Regions from separate parts of the Zea mays genome. Here region 1 is linked to region 2. A link is a contact called in public Hi-C data. All regions are on one chromosome and are shown on one strand. Each heading gives the region's core, a stretch centred on a gene start, on an enhancer-like site or on the middle of the called end of the contact. The rest is flanking DNA. Distances are from core to core; before and after follow the strand shown. Region 1 holds the start of LOC100279880 (alpha/beta-Hydrolases superfamily protein). Region 2 holds the start of LOC100216757 (putative serine/threonine protein phosphatase superfamily protein).

Evidence for each region. Hi-C and Micro-C count contacts between places; a contact is called where the count stands out from the background.
Region 1: a Hi-C map of leaf shows a contact between it and region 2, with 3 times the contacts expected there. The contact joins the promoter of LOC100279880 here to the promoter of LOC100216757 in region 2. A contact is called at or near these places in 10 of 25 Hi-C or Micro-C datasets (ear, endosperm, leaf and 3 more).

Annotation. Positions count from the first base shown.
Region 1 is chr9:18,307,994-18,314,737 of Zm-B73-REFERENCE-NAM-5.0, reverse strand. LOC100279880 (alpha/beta-Hydrolases superfamily protein) reads right to left here and starts at 3,172. Exons shown (of 10, transcript NM_001152833.2): 1 at 2,824-3,172; 2 at 1,949-2,085; 3 at 1,670-1,843; 4 at 850-1,086; 5 at 678-778; 6 at 505-577; 7 at 357-425; 8 at 159-266. The coding sequence starts at 3,157. It overlaps LOC100217275, which reads right to left. Exons shown (of 16, transcript NM_001320109.1): 16 at 5,846-6,679. The coding sequence ends at 6,101.
Region 2 is chr9:18,129,350-18,135,927 of Zm-B73-REFERENCE-NAM-5.0, reverse strand. It overlaps LOC100216757 (putative serine/threonine protein phosphatase superfamily protein), which reads right to left and starts at 3,404. Exons shown (of 3, transcript NM_001143158.1): 1 at 3,088-3,404; 2 at 1-38. The coding sequence starts at 3,265. LOC100193167 reads left to right here and starts at 6,035. Exons shown (of 7, transcript NM_001138322.1): 1 at 6,035-6,476; 2 at 6,571-6,578. The coding sequence starts at 6,132.

The sequences.
Region 1 (6,744 bases), core at 1,923-4,422, 180 kb before region 2:
TGTTGAAAAAAATGTAGTAGGATAGTTGACAGCTTCTGCCTATAGTTTTGTCTCAAGATGAAAGAATAAACACACACATGGAAGGTTATTGACATTACACAAGCTCCTTTTTTAATTTGATTTTACCCAAGGGTCCAGCAAGATGTCCAAACGAGTACCTCTCCAGTAAAGTACACAGCTCGGCCTTCTTCTGTAGCTTTAATAGGGTCAAACAAACTCCCATATTCGCCATGAATCTTTTCAGCAGACCATTTTGATGAAGAGCCCTGAATCCAAGACCATAAACAAAATAGGACTTCAGGAGTGCTAGTAGGACCATAAACATAGTAAGTACTAGCCTAAGGTTCACAAGTTACCTCACAGTAGATAGACTCGTGCAAGAGGGCATAAAGAGGATTTTGATCAAAATCTAGCCACATTTCGAACTAGAGAATATAATGTTAGGTTATCCGCATTGGAGATCTAAAAACGTTAACGCTGTACATAAAGTAATAGAGGTTTCACCTCTTTTAAGAAGTAATAGCTTATCCTCTTTTTAGCTCCAGCGACAAGTACAGGATCCCACACCCTCTCAAGCCTGCACTGGACAAAATAGCAAGAAATGGTGCAGATCAGAAATCAGATATATCGTGTTCTTCCCTCTAATTTTGAATTAGAAGATCAAACGTGTTTCTTACAGATAATGCAGCCTTTCAAATCCACCACCAAAACCTAGACCTGATAATCCAAGACACTGCAGCATCTTAGGGGTTAACCGGCCACCAGATGGAAGAAGAACCTGCAAAAAAAAGTGCTGCATAAGAACAAGTTTCCAACATCACTGATATATTCACTGTTAAAGTGACTTACCCCTCCCCCTTCAGATTCACTTAAGTATCTTATAACCTCATGAACGACCTGTATATCTTGGGGGTACCTCTTATAGTACTTCTCGTTTTGCTGCTGGACCTGTTTAAAGCAAGCTCTGTACACCGTATCTGCAGTGCAAGGTTCTCCTAGTGGTGGGAGCCCTCCAGTCAAAAGAACAGATTTCAGGCCTTCTGGAGCAAAACTCAAATATGTAACGGCACAAAATCCACCATAACTCTGCAATTACGAACAGGTCGATGATGGCATAAGCAGAGTGCTACTACCCCAAAAGAATGCATGACTTTGTGAATGAAGGACAATAACTAAAAACTGCAAGGGAGGTTCGTATATTTTTAAGCTTTATCTCCAGAGAGCAAGATACAGATTAGTTAGCCTTCTGTTGATTACTGAGTTAGCTTGCATGACCCTGTGACTTTTCACATACTTAATTGATGTTAACAACTAACAAGAGATCTTCAACCTTAATTCCACTAGTAGAAGTTCATAATCAAGCTGAGCAAGTGAGGAGCGTTGTCCCACATGGCACAAATACTTTTGGGGAAAGACCCAGTGCTGGAGGCTCCCGAATGAGTGGGGTTTAGGGAAGGGATAAACTGAGGCAATCATTTCCCCGCAAATGTAGAGAGGCTGCTTCGAACCCACGACCTAGTGACTAAGTAAGGCATCTCTCACCACTGCACCAGCCTGCCCTTCAGTACAAATACTTATGTTGTTGAAATATTTAATTGAGCTATATATGAACATATCCTTAAAGCTTATGATGGTACCATTTCTACTAAGTGCATGCCAGATAGCATACCTGTCCTAGGACTGTCCAAGGCTTAGCATCTGGTACAAGACGTACACGAATAAATTCTGCATCCTTAACTATATTATCTGCCCTGAAATGCTTCAGGTACTCCACCTGATTTGCAGGAGATTTAATTTGCGAAAGAGATGATGGAGTCAACGGTGTGGATAATCCTGTTCCCCGCTGAAAACAAGAAGGGTGTCAACACAGTCCAATCCAAGGGGAAGGGGAGAACAAGGACAGAGAGAACTCAGGATCTAACCAAGAAATTCGACCGTGCATTCTTACCTGATCTAGCAGGACAACGCGGTGGTCTTCACAAGCTTTCTTTAACCACCCACCTGCTTCCGTGGGACGGGGACTCTCAAATCCAGGCCCTCCTTGTAGGTACAATAAATAAGGCAGAGATATGTATTCTTTCCCAGCTGAAACAGTTCAAACATGAGGGTCATTGATATTTTTAATAACTACAGAAGCACTAAAGCACGTAGTGGTTCTAGCTCTCCCAATATGATAAGGGTCAATTCACATACATTTAGGAGGGTAATGAGCTCTAAATTTTACACTATAAAATTTAAGGACTGGATCAAATTAGGATCAGGCTCTATTATATTCATTTTTTGAAATAAAATTAATTAAGGACTCAAATGAATTGTGAAGAAACATTTGGATCGTGATCCATTACTTCAAGCCTAAGCGTCCAATATGATAGGGTCAATTCACATACATAGAAGACATACAAGCCTAAACCAGTAGATACCTCACATCAGTTAAATGTAAATTGTTGCACGAAGCGACTTCACCAAAATCTTTCTTACCTTTTACATTTGCAAGCTGCGACATCGTTTACACAATTATATTGGTGGTGACAAAGAACTAGTCAGTTCTCCAAACAAATTTGCTCCTAGTTTGCCAGAAACATATACCTAGAATTAAGCTAAGCAGGCTGGCCCGATGCAGTAGCACAGATGAGCCACTGCTAAGATTCTTGATTCATGTGATCATGTCCAAACCCAGTGGATTATGTCTGTACTTCCCAAATAACACACCTACACATCGTTCCAATTTCTTCCAGCGAAACATAACGTAACCAACGTAACACACCCACATTAACACTGCGCGGATCGCAATCGGGTGAGCGGAAGCTGGTAAGCGCGACCTACCGGCGACGACCTCGCGCGCGAAGACGGTGATGGTGTCCCCGCGCTCGGGACTGGAGTGGTCAAGCGGGACGGCGAACCGGTGGTCGCGGAGGCTGAGGCCCGGTACCGCGTACCACGCGTCAGCCTCGTGCTCCGTCCCCTGCGCCGCCGCTGACGACGACATGGCCGCGGCCGCTCTCCTCGGCACCGGGATCCGGCACGACGAGAACCGGAGGCCAACGGCGGCGGGGACGCGGAAAAAGGCCGGGTGGCGGCGAATCGGGAGCGCCCGGGCGGCGGGGACAGCTGTGGCGGTGGCGATGGCGGCGGCGCAACGGAGTCTCGCTGCGTCCATGCGGGGAGACCGTCGATCCGATATATAGCGGATGGGATTAGGCGGATGCCAGCATCGGAGGCAGCTTTAATTATTTGACTGACACTGACGTCATAACTCACACGAGTTTTCATGCCGAGCATTAAAGTCCGCATTTAGGGAGAACTTTTCACCAGCTTAATTAAAATTTAAAAGGTCTGCGAAACAAATTCTACATTTGAGAACAACTCAGAGCATGTACAACTCTTTAGATCTCAGCGAGGGATTGAAGTGATTAAATTCCTTTCTATCAAAATTTGACTAGTAAAGATTTAATCTCCTTCAATTCATTCCTAACTAAAAAGTCTTTACGATAGGTTCCAATAAAAAAAGTCATTTATACATCTCTCTATATATATTACTTCTTAGGTCAATGTTATAGCATACGGTCTATTAGTTGTCTTTTATACTTAAAAACCTGATTTTAAGTTTACGGTGTACATGCCCTTGTAAAACAAAGAGCAGCGGTGGAGGGGAAGGCATTAAGACATGAAATTTCCTGGCTTTCTGTAAGGAATCCCAAACCCTGCTAAAAAGACTCTAATTTTTAGTGAGTTCCATCTTCACCGTTCCGCCAAACTTAATAATTCGGAATGGAAATCCATGACAACACAGAACGGGAGAACCGACAGGACAGATTTAAGACAAATATAATAAATATATACAGGAACCGTAGCAGCGTCCGTCTTCAGAACGACTAGGCGTCAATCGGATGCTCTACAATGGCTCAAAAAATGAAATTGTTCAATGCTTATTAGACATGATTTGATAACTACATAATCACGTTAAGATCTAATTAAGGAAAACACTGGTATATAAGTTCTGTTGTATCGTTCTGAAACTTTGAAACCATAGAAAAATCTCGCTTTCAAAGAGAATATTTTTGAGATCCAGATACTCTAGGCTTCATATTAGGTACATATTACACCAGCTCGGATCGTCATGTTAACAAACTAATGATGGGAAAAATAATCACCTTGTATTGTTGTAACCTACAATATCCAGCACCGGCAGGTAGTGACTAATAGCAAATCGTTCAACGTTTGAATTTCCACCATCCAACCTTCAGTTGCAAGGTTATGCAAATCGTTCAACATTTCAAGGTTGTCTAGTAGCAAACAATTGCATCAGCAGTTAACACGAACAAAGGGACACACAGTTTTCTTTTCAAAAGTTAGACACAGTTTTTGAAGCACATGGTCATAATTCAGGGAACTTGTTAGTCAATCCATTTTCAAGATGTACATATCCATGTATTACTTTGACAAAAAAAAGTTACAGCTGAAAGCATAGCCCCACATAGGACTAGAGAAACCTATGTATACAACTATACATATGATATTCAATATGAAAATACACCATGCGACACAGTTATTCAATATGAAAATACACCATGTGTTGTAGAACTAGGCAACGAGCACAAAAGAATAATATCTAAACCATCATCATCATAATCTACCTCCATAAAATGTCGATATGAAACGATCTTCTTAAAAACTGAAAGATGGTTAAGCACAAAACCATCCTCTTGCATCTTGTGCGTTTATAAATTCATCTTCATATGCATTTTTCTTGTCAAATCCTTAGACATGCAAATCAACTCTAGCTTGAGCCATAAAATAGATGTATTTTTCTCTTGTAAACAACCTTGCAAAATATTATTTGAAAGATGAAATTGAATTTGAGTCACGGCCTTACAATCTTCTCCTCATGGGTCCAAGATTTTGGATCTTTTTTACTGAACTTATCAAGAGTGTCATCGACTTCAGTTTGAGTAAGAATGTCCCTCATCTTGATTTGCCATAGAGCGAACCTTGTGCCTTGATCCAAAGATAGAGAAGATCATACTTCATTGACATGACAGAGAAATAACAAAAATAACTAGAAAAAAAATATAATCTGCAAAAAAAAAATTAGTGTAACTCTAGCTATAACCTCCTTGTGGTAATCTGCCTCTTAACAATAGTTTTTGCAAATGAATAGGTACCACCATCGATCGACAACAACATGAAGATTAACTCTATCTAAAAAACGGCGAATAGTAGACCCAATCGCACACGACGACACAACAAACTTACAGAGCAATCAAAACACTAGATTTATTTTTCAATCTTATGTCTAACTCTAGTTCACTCGTTAGCAAATAATGCAAACATGGATTAAACACAAGACACATAACTTCACCTAAAAATGATAAGCGCGCCAACTAGCAAATTTCACTATATAATGAGAGTTTACAAAACATAAAAAATAAAATAAGTTATATCTCTTCCCGTATATATATAACACGCATCCAGAGAGACTATAGTTCAATACCAAAACAAATCCGTTAATTGACATATCCCGAATCACGAACCCTCTAAGGGCTTATTCGGTTTTACCCCAATCCATATGGATTGAAGGGGATTGAGGGGTTTCAATCCTTAGTAAGTCAAAATTCCTCCCAATCTGTATAAATCCCCTCCAATCCATATGGATTGAAAATAACCAAACAAGCCTTAAACGTTCCCGTAAGACCCACGTTAGATTTCGGCTTATATTTCAACAACACCAGCATACGAACACAGGAACAGAAGTATATACTGTACTACACTACATTGTTCATATGCAAGTTACCTGTTCATTTTCATGGGAATCGTTCAGGAATTTCACATGAAAATCGGTCCAATTACACAGGCAAAACATTAGCATAAAAAATCCACGTTCCATATTGGGTACACAAATGGTTCACCTGATACTACTAATTTAACATCAGAGTGCGTTGTAGACAAGCAGAGCACTATCACTACTCACTAGGCTCCCCTACCTACACTAACATAGATCATCATAGCGCCAAATTAGCTATGATAATAAATTAAAATCTCTTGGTAAATTAGCTGCCCAAGCCCTGCTTGATAATCAGGGCAACGCCGCAATGTCTGGCAGTTACTGAGGCCTTCGCGCACCTGAAGTGTTGGGAGGCCGAGGCTCGCCCTGCTGCTGCTCAGAATGGCCCCGATAGTGCCTAATTGCAGAACTGTAAGCATTGCCTGTCAGACTCCCTCTCATCTGTCCCGTGGGGCGCCAGCTATCATCCACAGGGAGCTCCGGTGGAAGACCATGCGAAGGTCCAGCCTGAGGTGTGCTTGGAACAGTCGGTGGTACACTGGGAGGTTGCAGGTGCGGTGGCGCCCGCTGTAGAGGCGGGGTTGTTGTTCGTGGCACTTGTTGCGATCGTGGTGCCTGGCTTTGCTGCACAGGAAAGAGATGGTTTTGGATGTCTGCTTGGGTTGGTCGGACATACGCGGCAGCGGTGGTTTGGCCGGCAGCAGCCAGTGCTGTTTGGTTCATGCTCATCCGTGTGTGCCTCAGTGGATCCATAGTTGGAGTCTGTTGCATAGTTCTGTAGGCGTTCGCTCCTCCAGCCTGCACTGAAATTCCTGGTGGTGGTCGTGCACCCATGAGGTGTGGCGCAGGCAGACCAACAACTCGACTGGGTAGATGGCTCGATGTGTTGCGAATATCCTGCCAATAATTGTGATTATGTCAATGCATGTTTGCTATTGTGATATATAGTACTCCATCCCAAA
Region 2 (6,578 bases), core at 2,155-4,654:
TAATCGAAGAAGGTCTGAATACTGACCATGGACATCCCCTGCATAGTAAAGAAGTTAAATGATTATCATTATCCACATTAATGCATCCATTTTGTTAATTGACGAGTTTACAAAGCATGCACTAACATCAAGGTTACTGCAATGCACCTAACTATAAGACAATGAAATACTACCTCCGTTCTTAAATATATGACGCCGTTGACTTTTTTTGAAAACTTTGATCACTCGTCTTATTCAACAAAAACTGAAATATTATTTATTTTGTTATAATTTGTTTTATCACTTAAGGTAGTTTGAGCGTGACTTGAAATTTTAGATTTTCAAATAAGACGAGTGGTCAAAGTTTTAGTCAACGGTGTCATATTTTTAAAAACGGAGGGAGTATCTGCTAGTCGACTTAGCACACAAAGTAATCTTTGTAATCTATTACTGATACCAGATACCAATGCAAAGGTAGCTAGTATTCACTCCCTCCGGCCTGAAATATACTGTATTTCCATTTGTCTTAAGTCAACCCATCTCAAGTTTGACCAAATTTATAAAAAAGGAAAATATTTTTCACATCATCTAAGTCCCATTAGGAACATTACAGAATTTATTTTTATAACTTATCTTTTTGATGTGGAAGAAAGTAATGTGTTTCCCTATAATTTTAGTCAAACATGATGTCGGTTGACTTAGGACAGGTTAAAATACGCTATATTTCAGGATGGAGGGAGACCAATACCACCATAAACTAGATCGAAGGCAATTCAAATAGCAAAACAAAATTATGAAAGGATGTTCTTTGGACAGCGAGCCTCAGCTGTCCCAACAAAGAACCAAATATAAAATTTGTAGTTAAGTTGTTAAAAGAACTTTACACAAGTTTCACAAGACAGAATAGTTCCACATGGTGTTAACAGAAAAGCGCCACACCGGTTGAGATGGTTTGAACATGTTCAATGGAGACCTCTAGAGGCACCAATGATCCTAAACCACGATAGCAATAGCAATGGTAACTTGGTAAGAGAGGAGGGAAGGTCGAAGTTGAAATGTGAAGAGACAATTAAAGGAGATTTGAAAGAATGAAATATACCCAAACATTTAGCCTTGAATAAGAGCCATTGTTTTCAGATTGTCCGACTAATCGCGATTAGTCGGGCTGATCGGTACTCAGTGCTCAATAAGGGGGTTTGATTTGATCAGGTGATCTGATCGTCCATATCGTTCGACTAGTCAGCGATATGTAGCGATTAGTCGTCTGGTTAGCGATCAGTCGCGTTAATTACTCAGGGTTCAGACTTCAGTTCATACTGCTGTTCAGTTCAGACTTCAGTTCATAGTTTCAGACTTCAGTTAAGACTTCAGACTTCAGATGTATGAACTCATATAGGTGTTGCCTTCTTGGTCATGGTGAAGTTGTAATTGCAGTTTCATAGTTTCATATAGACTTGTTGCTGGAGATGTACTGCTGTCTTGGACTATTGAAGTATTCATGCTGCTGTTTTGGACTATTTATACTGCTGCCTTGTCTATACTTGTGCTTGTCCTGAGCAAGTCTCTATACTATATAAGTACATATCTATAGATAGTGTTATATATGTCCTGGAAATACACAGGGCGACCAGGGGGGACGATTAGAGTTGATCAGGGGCGACTAATCGCACTGATCGTCGCCTACTCGTGACTAATCGTCTGATCGCGCAGTGGCATCGATCAGACGATCTGAAAACAATGATAAGAGCGCATGGAAAACATCTATCCATGTGTCTAACCTCTGATTTGTGGTTCTAGACTGCCCCAATTTCCTTAAGACCAAAAGGCTTTGTTGTTGTTGTTGGTTGGCTGGCAAATATTAAACATGCACCATGATTACTGACTAGGGGTGATGACCCTCTGATTGAGTTTTGACATATTTCTGTCTAGTATAGTGGGTAAATAGCATAGCACTCAAACAATTTCATCTTGAGGCAACATTATGAATACTTGTTGGGTTGGCAAGGTAAGCCATTTTTATCAATCCTGAAATGCATGATGCTACACTGCAGAAATTATAAATGTACACAATATCAAAGTCAAGGGATAGTTCCTATATGTGACCTATAAAGGTAGACAAACTATGTGTTCACAACACCACATTTTTTCTTCCAAGTCATAATCTCCCTGATATTTAGGGCTTGTTTGGTTTGTGGCTAACTGTGCCCCACTTTGCCTAAGGTTAGTCGTTCGAATTGAATAACTAACCTTAGGCAGAAAAGTTAGGCAAAGTGTGGCAATTGGGGTAACGAACCAAACATGCCCTTATTTTCTTCGCTAAATCACTACCTCACTTTTACTTGGCAACCACAAAAAGCACGTGAACCAACGTTTGTCGTACCCCTCTCGCCATACACACACCATGATCCGATCTAATCTCTACGCAGGTAGTGACGGGAAGGTCTGGTCATCGACTCCGATCTTCGAACTGCTACCCTGATGGCATCTAACCCCAATCCCAAAGCTATACTCTTATATTGTACAGTTTTTAGTGGCTAGGGTTACAAACTAAGGTCGTAAAAATCTAACAGTGGTACCAGAGCTAAGGTTTTGGGCTCGGATCCTAACCCTAGATGCTAATTTCCCTTCGATTTTGGGACAAATCCGAGTAAAGCCCTTCTCAAGTATTGGATTTGTGTTCCTACCCAATTAAAACAAGTAGAAGAGGAGAAAGAAACCCCAACCGGCATCCCCATTTTCCGGTCCCAAACCCTGACCCTAAGATGTATAAATGTTTACAAACACTGTTAACATAATTTTCTATGATCTTATTTTTTGACTGTTACTACAGTTCTGCAAGAGTTATATTACCAGCATACTCGAAAAAGAACATGCTTCTATTTATGGTCACAAACGTGTATTTGATATTGCGCGCAGGGCGTTCATCATTTACTAGTAACAACTAATCTTGGCGAGGCCATCCCAATAACAAAAGCCACGAGAGAAGCACAACCCGATACGGCTGCGTCTGTCAAAAAAGTTTGCGCGGAACAGACGAAAAAGACGAGGCCCCCAACAGGTTAGCACATGCTTAGTCACGTATCATGGTTGTCGGGATGGCGCTCTTACCGCATATCTTGATGGGGGCCTCGAGCTCCAGGAGGTTGGGCTGGGAGAGGAACACATCCTTGGCGGCGGCGCAGAGGCGCCGGATCTCAGCGTCGGTCACCTGCGCGTTGCGCGGGGTGCGCCCGCCGCGGGCCTCGAGGAGCCGCCGGATGAGGTCGTCGACCGCCGCCTCGTCCATCGCCTCGCCTGGAAGGGAACGGGATGGGAAGGAAATCCCAGCTCAACTGCCGCCGCGTCGCGCCGCCCCTGGCGGATAAACCCTCGCTCAGAAATAGAAGCCGCTAAAACCCTAAAGTCTCTTTGCCGATCAACGGGAAGACGACTCGGAGAAAGGTACCGAAGAGGGGATTGTGGATTTGTGCCTTTGTGGTGGGGTGCTGGGTCGCTGGAAGTACTCCTGGAAGTCGGTGGTTTATGGGATTGTTGCGTTTAATTTGGACTAGCGTAGCGCTTGGATACTTCGGTCGAGTTGGGTTTGGGCTGGGCCGACGTCAGCCTGCTCTAGTTGAAAATTAGAGGCGGCGCCGCACTACAGTCGAGCTGGTTTTGGGGGTCGACGTCAGCCCGCTCCATGGATGATGCATCAAAGCTGTTGGAAGTTCACGTGTTTGCTCCTTTTTTTTTCAAAAGTATAATAATAAAGGTATAATTTTACCATTGATCATAATCATCGTATTTCTTCACGTGGACGTATCCGCACCCATGTTGGGTCTGTTTAGTTCAGCTTTTTTAAATAAATTTTTATGAGAATCTGGTTAGGAAGAATCCGATGGCAGAGCATCGTGAAGATTATATATAGAGAAATATAAAAGAGTTCATATAGTTTAAGATGTGGAATTGATGGTTTTCTACTATCTCAACGACTCGGTCTATTCTATGTTCACGTTGATTTTGAACAGTTTTCTGTTAAAGTGATTCTCATAAAAACTGACTAAAAAATTAGACATTTGGCAGTCTGCATTATTTTATGGTGGCCAAAACCTGAAAAGGCTAAAACAAAACTAGGGGTCTTTCTAAATTTCATCCTTTAAGTTATCGTTTGAGAGTCGTTTGTATAAACCCACTTTATATATCTTTTCAGTCTTCAACCACTTTTCTATATACTGTTTGCACTATAGAGTCATTTTCGTTTTCTATTTTTGACTAGCGATAAACCAAAAATAGAAGATGTCTATATTTAGACAATCATTTAAATAAGATGTTAAATTGTATGCTTTTACAAATATCTCTATTCACATTAATTAAAAAGAATATAGAGGGTCTTTTAGAGTCGCTAAGAGCACTTTGAAGAGTTTCCGAAATTCAATCTCCATCTAAATGTTTGGTTGGTAAGATTGAAAAAAGTTTGTTCTTTAATAATTCTATATCATAAGAGCGTGAATCCTAAACACATCTTTAATAATAAAAGGAAGTTTTTTTAATACGATGCACTATATATTATAGTATCTTCGTTGTTTTAGCTATAGATTTTCATGTCCATATTCATATAGACGATTGCAAATAACATATATATAACATATATATTAATTATTGTATGACTTCAATAATAAGGTAAAATAAATTTAATTTGAGACGGAGTGAGTAAAGTAGAACACGCTCGTAACTAAATCAACACCACATAACAGTGTGAGATCGCAGCTCCGTAGATTTTGGGTTTAGCGTGTTCAGGTTAGATTCGATTTTTCTCCAATGTTTTTTGGGTTTGGGATTAGAAACTTATCGGTTTCAATTTTGGTTTACAATTTTTACCCATTGATGTCCCGATGTCCGGTGAAGGTTCGAAATAGTTAAGTCATGAATTTGCTTGATGTTTTTTTTTCACCTTTTATGTGTATATGTGAGTATCTTTTATGTGTATATGTGAGTATGGAATATATATCATATATGTGCTCGTAGAATGTTTGTATTGTTTTCCGGTATTGCCACGCAGCGATGGATCTTAGGTTTTAAATAACTACTATGACATTTGACTTTTTTGTCTTAATTTTGACCAATTGTGTTATTAAAAAAGTCTAGAAATTTTATTGATTTTCACTGCATCTTGGTTTAGTATATAATAAGCCTTAAATGTAGCTATAAATTATTTTGGATTTTTTAAAAATCAAGACAAGTGGTCAAAGTCGAGACTAAAAAAGTCAAACGTTAAACGACATATATTTACGAACAAAGGTAGTATTTAGGTTTTGAGGACTCGTCAAATTTTGTTCTGAATTTGAATTATCACCTAATTTAGTATTTAGGGTGGTTTTGGATTTCCGTTCGAGTTTTAGGTTTGGACTCGAATCCGTCGTGTTGCCATTGGCAAGCGCACACACCTGTTCATTTCAGATTTTTTCAATTAGTTTTTTAAAAAATCTGGTTGTTAGAAGAATTTAAGTATTGTAGGGATTATATGCGGCTGAAGATAAAAGATCCATAGGTTTTATGATATAGAAACTGGCGGATTTCTAATATCGCGAGGACTCGACTGATTACATATTTCAGATTTTGGATGACTTTTATTTTATATAAAACTAGCTGAAAAGCTAAATATTTGGTAATCAGTGAAGACAGGCTCAGAAAAGAGAAAAACTAAAACAAACGGGGCCAAACCCGCAGCGCCGATCGTTGAACTGAGAAACCCAAACCCACACACAACTGAAAGGCAACATAAATGCACACCCGCTCTGCACGAACCGCAAGGCGCTGGCTGGCTAGCTGACACCGAGGAGCCGGGGCGGAATCCGTCCGCTGCAGCACAGCCGCGCCCGGGGGAAACCGCCAAAACCCCGTAAAAAGTCCAGGAAAAAACAAGCCCAAAGCGGGCGAGTGCGCGGCCGCGGGCAAGCAACCGGCCACCCACCTAGCTCGGCTCCGCTCAGCGGCAGCACCGCAGGCCGCAGCAGCACGGCATGGGCGCAAACACTAAAAAGAAGGGAGCGGCCGCGCCTCCACCCCAAACCCACCTCGCCTCCTAGTCCCCCCCTTCGCCTTCTCTCCCGAGTCCCATCGGAGCCCGGAGCTCTCTCGCCTCCCGCGAGGCTGTGTGGTGAGGCGCGGACGAGATGAACGAGCAGGGGCTCGGTGGTCTCGGCGGGGGCCGCGGGGCCGTGCAGGGGCACGGGCGGGAGGCGATGGCGCTCTTGCAGCACCAGCAGCTTCAACAGCAACGGCGGCAGCTGGAGGAGGAGGATGAGGTGCGGCGCCAGATGTTCGGCGGGGTGGCGGCGTTCCCGGCAGCGCTGGGCCACGGCCAGCAGGTGGACTACGGGGAGGACGCCGGCGGGCTCGGGGACAGCGACGCGGGCGGGTCGGAGCCCGAGCCACCGCCGGAGCGGACGCGCGGGGGGTCCGGCGGCGGCGGCGGCAAGCGGAGCCGCGCTGCCGAGGTGCACAACCTCTCCGAGAAGGTGGTGCCGTTGTCATTTCTTGAAATCCGAGTTCTTTCTCCCCGCGCTGAAGAGTAAAGATCGTTGTTTGGGTTTTTATGTTTTTTTGGCGCAGAGGAGGAG